Linked DNA regions of Mus musculus: region 2 is linked to region 1. Evidence: chromatin contacts called from public Hi-C data. All regions are on one chromosome and are shown on one strand. Each heading gives the region's core, a stretch centred on a gene start, on an enhancer-like site or on the middle of the called end of the contact. The rest is flanking DNA. Distances are from core to core; before and after follow the strand shown. Region 1 overlaps Pcca (propionyl-Coenzyme A carboxylase, alpha polypeptide). Region 2 overlaps Pcca (propionyl-Coenzyme A carboxylase, alpha polypeptide).

Region 1 (2,950 bases), core at 215-2,714:
AATGACCCGTTTCATAGATTTTTTTTAAAATTTTATCTTTTTAAACTAAAATTTGGAGATGCAGGGTTGGTGCAAGCATCAAGGTATAGAAAGCGAGTAAAGCTTGATTTTGGGGCAGGGAGCAAGACAGAGCTTTATCTCTGACTTGAAAACAATTGTTATTTGGAAAATCTCATTAGCAGATGTGACTGCTTGGAGTAAAAAAAGACTTAAAACTGGTGTCGCTTTCAGGATTGCTTTGAACTTAACAAGCACCTATTTGTGGAGCAGACTGGCTAATGAAAGGAAATTAAATTTTTCTGACAACTTCCCGTTCCAGCCTCCTTATTCAGGGATGCTGTTGGGTACTGAAGACTTTTAAGGAAGAATTTCTTTTCTTTTTCTAAAAACTGGACATAAATGAAGCAGTTATTTTCCCCTAGTCCCAGTTTGGGGATTGGGGAGTCTACTGTGATTGCTCTTCATTTTAAATGTAGTAATTTAAGAGCTTTAAAAATGCCAGGCTTCCCTTGAATGCCTTGAAATTGTGGAAAAATTCCTGCATATTTATCAACTGGTGGTTCTAGAACATTGCTGGTGGTGCATATAGTGCCACTGGATTAGAAAAATTAATTGAATTGAGAAAGTGGCTTCAGAGTTCTTGTCATTATGTCGAAAATTTGTGCATAGAGTTTGCACAGTGTATATCAGGTGAATGGCTTTGGCTGGGGCAGTTTGTTGAAGCGGTTTTAAGTGTTACTGCTGACAAATGGCGGGGACGGATGCACTTGTGAGTCGGTAACGCAGGCCTGTCTTGGACCTCAGGGAGGAGTCCTTACCTTGTTCTTCGGAGTTTCACTGAACTTTAATTTATGTGCCTAGTACAACTGTAAAGATAAAATATGTACCTGAAGAATTGGTTAAGAAAATATAATGGAAATCACAAGGTTTCTTCTTTTTTTTCTTTTTCTTTCCTCCCTTCCTTTCTTTCTTCTTTTTTTTCCTTTTTTTTTTAAACAATTGCTAATTCTTACAGATACTGGAAATTTACTTATTTCTAGAAAATTGATAGAGCTCCTCCCAAACAATAGACAATCAACTCCCCCTGCTGACAGAATCTAGGAAAACACAGTGTGTAAATAGACAAGGGGGCTGCAGACAAGCTTTAATGATCTGATTTACAATTCAGTATTGATTGTAAACATCTAAAATCTGCCATTAAATCCCAGCAACTGCACCGAATCATTGGCAATTCTGGTCATGTTTCCTGCCAGCTCATTTCAAACTGCTTTGAGTTTCTTAATATAATAACGACGAAGGAGAATTTACATTCCACTTATGGTATTAATTTTACATTTCTCTGAATGAAAAGGGTTAGAAGGTTGTAAAATTGAACATTAAATGAATCAGAGGAGACAGTAGTGCAATATATGACTGCCCTAAAGACATTGTGCAATGTCTCATGGGATTAATGTTGAGTCTCATTTCCTGCCTTTACAGGATGCAGATGAAGCTGTCAGAATTGCAAGGGAAATTGGTAAGTCCTTAAATTAACTTTGGTAGTGTTTCTGTGTCTTTCAGCAGATACGGTTGAGCAAACGTGTAATAAGTAATTCCCATAGAGCAAATAATATTTTAATAGTTTTTGGTTTCTATTACTTGTGGCTCTAGAATTTATCAGTTGAATTACCATATTCTCTTATTAAAGTAGGACTTGTAGTCACTTGATCTTAGTTTGGTTCTTTTATAAGATGAACTCACTAGCTAATTAAAACGAATAATTGTCTGAAGAGTCTTGAGGATTGGACACAGTTTGTATTTAGTTGTGTGTGAGCACTCGGCTGTGGTCTGTTGTAATGTGAAGGACACAGCACACAGGATTCAAATGAAGGTGCCCTTGACAAGCTTGTTCAAGTTCTTACCTTTTTCTAAAATGGAAAATATCAACTTAATAGCTTTGCTAGGAAAGAAAGATGCAGTAGAAAGTGGGAGGTGAGAGCTGGATAGGCTAAGCAAGTGAATATATATATATATATGAAGTTTCAAGTATATTCCTCTTGCTCATGAACACAGTTGTCTTCTGTAGTGTCTAAATGGAGAAAATAGGAAAAGAGAACAAAGCTTTGAAACCTATAATTTTGAGTCAGATCAATACATGTGTATACCTATGGAAAGCTGTGGCTAGGCAAGGGCCTCAGACAACACTTTCTGTCAGGCTTACAGCAACATCTTAAAACAATCTGTGCTGCTAGCTACATTGTTTCAGGAAGCCATATACTAATATTTTAGTAGTCCTGTTTTCTCAGTGTGGTTTGTTACTCAGAATTTTTGTCTATGATAGGAGAGCATTTGATTTGGCAAAGTTTGTATATTCCAAAGTGATCATGGACATTAAGATATTCTTGTAAATGAGACAAGCTAGCATAGAGTTCTTTGGTCTGGTGTTCTTGAGCTATCAGCTTCCTCAGCATGCTCTTCTGTGATTGGCTTGTTGTGTACTGCTTCTGTTGGGTATGGCTAAATTATTTTGGTTTTGGTCATTTAAGTCATATTAAGTGTTCTTTGTTGTTTGTTTTGAAAAACTGCCTTGGATATAAGGCCAGTACATATAAGATACTATTTTATCTGTCGAGAACATCTGTATTAATTACTTCCTCAGCGTTGCCAGCATCTTTAGAAGCTTTTCCCTATTGTACTAATTTCACAGTAAGACTTGGTAGGTTATATAATGCTGCTGTCTGTGGGTTAAATCATTGGTCCTTTTATTCCCCATGAAGCACTCAGCAGCTTCTAAGACTGTCCTAAAGTGGTTTAATTTTATTAATACACTTTTAAACTCAAATTGGGCTCTTTTTAGTCATAGCTTAGATATTACCACCTATCCAAGTCATCTATGAGAATATTTTGTAATAAATGATTGTCATATTTGGAGGAATTTTGGAAAGCAGGAGGGCTAGAGTCTACACTAGGA
Region 2 (3,005 bases), core at 386-2,885, 46 kb after region 1:
TGCTTCTTGAGTGCCGGGGTCCCAGGTCTGTACCACCACAGTCAGCTCTCTCTTTAGTCTCTCTTAATCCCATGGCCGTTTAGTCATTTGTAATCTTGACCTTTTAAAAAAAGCATAGGTGGTTTAAAAAAAAAAATAGCACATCTTCATTCAGAGTTCATTGACTTCTTATAGATGCACCCTTGCCCTTCTGGGGGGCGGCTCCAGCAGTGGGGAGCTTCTATGAGCACCATGCAAATGCCATGAGTTTCTGTACCCCACAATTGCTAATATGGGTTGTGGTGAGGAAGTGTGCCCAGTGTTTTCATGCTGCGCACTCACTGTGTTTCCTTTCATTGTCAGTGAAGTAGCTCAAGGGAGATGCCCTAAAATTCTCTAAATATTTCATTTTCACTGTCTCCTTATAGTTTCAACACTCACTAACTTGACCATACTTCGTAGCTTCTGTTCAGTTCTATTCTCTCTGTATTTTTACTTTTTATGTAATACTTTTGGAGTACTGGTTATTCAAAGTGGAAATTGAGTCTTTCACTTAATTAAAGCTCATTTTGAAAAGGTTGTGTAAACTGTGCTTTGTCACATAGTAGGTTTACATCTTATAGTTAAGATCAGTCAAGGGTGCTGAGATGGTCTGTTCACATGGAATTGGTGTTGAGCATTAACAGGGGGCTTTGCATTTGTGTCTTATGAATATTGTTTCTAACACATCACAATTTGATTTAAAATATATATGCATTAAACTGTCTAATAAGTTCTTTATTTAGTGTCACATTTATTTTACAAAGGGTAGATGCTTATTTTAGCAATGATTTGTCATTAAAATTATGTCAAAATGTCTTAAAATGTTGTTGAAACTGTAAACAAACTCATAACACACACAGAGCTAATTATGGATGCCATCTGTTTATTTTTAACCAAGCTTTCTTTTTTTTTTTAAAGACCATGGCATTGTCTGGTTATGATAAGCTTCAAGATTATTGTAATGACTAAGCCCTGTCCTTCAATTAGTGCAGCTGAAGCTAGAAGATGATTCATTTGTTCAGTGACCTTTTCCTGTGTCCATGTATGAAATGTGACATGTCACAATAATGAAATGATCGTGTCATACACCTAGAACTTAATTTTTAAAAGGAAAAATAATGGTATGAAAGTACTAGGTATGGCCAAAGATTTTTAAAATATTTTAGAACTTACTTGAGATTTTAGATAAAAGATTACATGTTCTTTTTCAGTGCTGTAAATGTCCTTATTTGAACCCAAGTCTAAGGATTTCTACACAGTCAACCAAATTATAATGATGTCTATCTGTTCATGTGGCTGTGTGTGAGTGTTGTGTTTTTGCACATATGTATCCCATGTGTTGGTGTGGAAGGCCAGGTACTCCCCTGGCACCATCAGCTGAGGTAGTTATCAGCAGTGTGCTGAGAAAGCAGAGTGCTCCCATCACCCTGGTCTGCTATTGTGCATGCTAAGCACTGCCCAGGTCTGTCTGGAGGGAAGGCAACCTGAAGGCTCCATCTGCTGCTTCCTGCCATGCTGCACTGATGCAAGATTACGCTAATCTTGCTTCTTGTCAGGACAGGTTAGTGAAAGCATGCAAGTGGGCACGCTTCAGACTGGATGAGGGCTTGAGAACACCAGCGGTCTCCCCACAGATGCTGCAGCAAGTGTAGCAGAAGGAGCATTATTTATCAGCTACACTGAGAACGGCAGCAAAAGAAACATAAAGCTAAACCATTAAATGTGGGACCACAAATTAATGGAAATTGGGAAAAGTAATGGAGAAGCTTACACATGCTTTCAGGGTGGTTCTGACCTTCATCTGTGTGGAGCTGTATTTATTCTTTCTTTTTATGTATTTCACTGAAGATTTTTAGTCAGGTATTACTAAAGGTTAAGCAGAATTATTTCACTTGACTCTGAACCTTTGTGAATTCCCTTGTTGATGTACATTTATTTGCCTTTTTCTTCACCTATTAAATGGCAATCTTGGCTTTACAGGTCGAACATCCTGTCACAGAGTGCATTACTGGCCTGGACTTAGTCCAAGAAATGATCCTTGTTGCTAAGGGTTACCCACTCAGGCACAAGCAAGAGGATATTCCCATCAGTGGCTGGGCAGTTGAATGTCGGGTTTATGCTGAGGTAAAATGCATTCTGATGGTAGATGGGGGTGGGGTGAGGTGGGGTTATGTCCAAGTTGGAACAGCCAGTGTGGCTAACCCACAGATAGAGTAAGACTTTGATAGCCCATGGTCAGTGCAGAAAAACACTAGGTAACTTGCAACAATTGAAAACAGAGTGGAGTTGAAGTAATTGTTGTGTTTTTCTGGGTGGGGAAGTCAGTAGCAGTGTGCTGGGACCCAGCAGGGCCTCAGCTGGGCGTCCTTGACTTTGTCCTTCAAAATTCCACAGACAGGCTCTACACTGTAAAGCTTTTGGTAAAGCTTCCACTCTTGGTTTATAATTTTAATTACAGGTTTTGCCAAAAACTGACACTTTATACCAATCACTCAGCTTCTGAAGATGCTTTTTTTTTTTTTTTCAGGTGATAGAACAGAAATGCAACATAAACATTTGTGCAATCTTTTAGGTGCAAGATATTAGCAATATAAAGCACTGAGTCAGTGTATCTCTAAGTGGGCTGTGAGTTGTTTTGAAATCTGTAGATAACTCAGACCCACACATTACCCAGTGTTACTGCTCATGATCATATATGAAGTGGCACTCACACGTCCCAGCTCTGCTCTCATATGTTTACAAGCAGAACATGTACATGTATAGAAGTGTGTATGGCTTTCTGAGTCTCTGCTGGAAGACTTTTCCCAGCTTTACCATATGTGAGCTGTTTGGAGAAGTAAAAAAAAACAAATTTCTTTGCTGTATTGCATTTGTTGTTCTGAACTTGAGCTATGTTTGATAGAGAGTCTAGGTCATTTTATTTTTTTGCCCAAGGCATTGTTAGAAATTTTAGAAAAAGTTGGAATTCTACCAACTTCAATAAA

Evidence for each region. Hi-C and Micro-C count contacts between places; a contact is called where the count stands out from the background.
Region 2: a contact with region 1 is called in a Hi-C map of the N1E-115 cell line, with 1.8 times the contacts expected there. The contact joins two enhancer-like sites. A contact is called at or near these places in 1 of 15 datasets of contacts at CTCF or cohesin (CD8 T cells), 3 of 484 Hi-C or Micro-C datasets (the N1E-115 cell line, centroblasts and rod photoreceptor) and 1 of 115 datasets of contacts at active chromatin or transcription factors (embryonic stem cells).

What each region holds. Positions count from the first base shown.
Region 1 is chr14:122,636,902-122,639,851 of GRCm38.p6, forward strand. It overlaps Pcca (propionyl-Coenzyme A carboxylase, alpha polypeptide), which reads left to right. Exons shown (of 24, transcript NM_144844.2): 8 at 1,480-1,516. Among named protein-coding and RNA genes, the nearest start is that of Gm46487, 7.9 kb to the left of the region's middle. Within about 2 kb of position 1,465, at least 18 of the 459 cell types and tissues checked have an H3K27ac peak or open chromatin away from gene starts, as enhancers often do. A contact at or near this core is called in the N1E-115 cell line, where this site is marked.
Region 2 is chr14:122,682,881-122,685,885 of GRCm38.p6, forward strand. Pcca (propionyl-Coenzyme A carboxylase, alpha polypeptide) reads left to right here. Exons shown (of 24, transcript NM_144844.2): 13 at 2,002-2,145. Among named protein-coding and RNA genes, the nearest start is that of Gm46487, 54 kb to the left of the region's middle. Within about 2 kb of position 1,636, at least 22 of the 459 cell types and tissues checked have an H3K27ac peak or open chromatin away from gene starts, as enhancers often do. A contact at or near this core is called in the N1E-115 cell line, where this site is marked.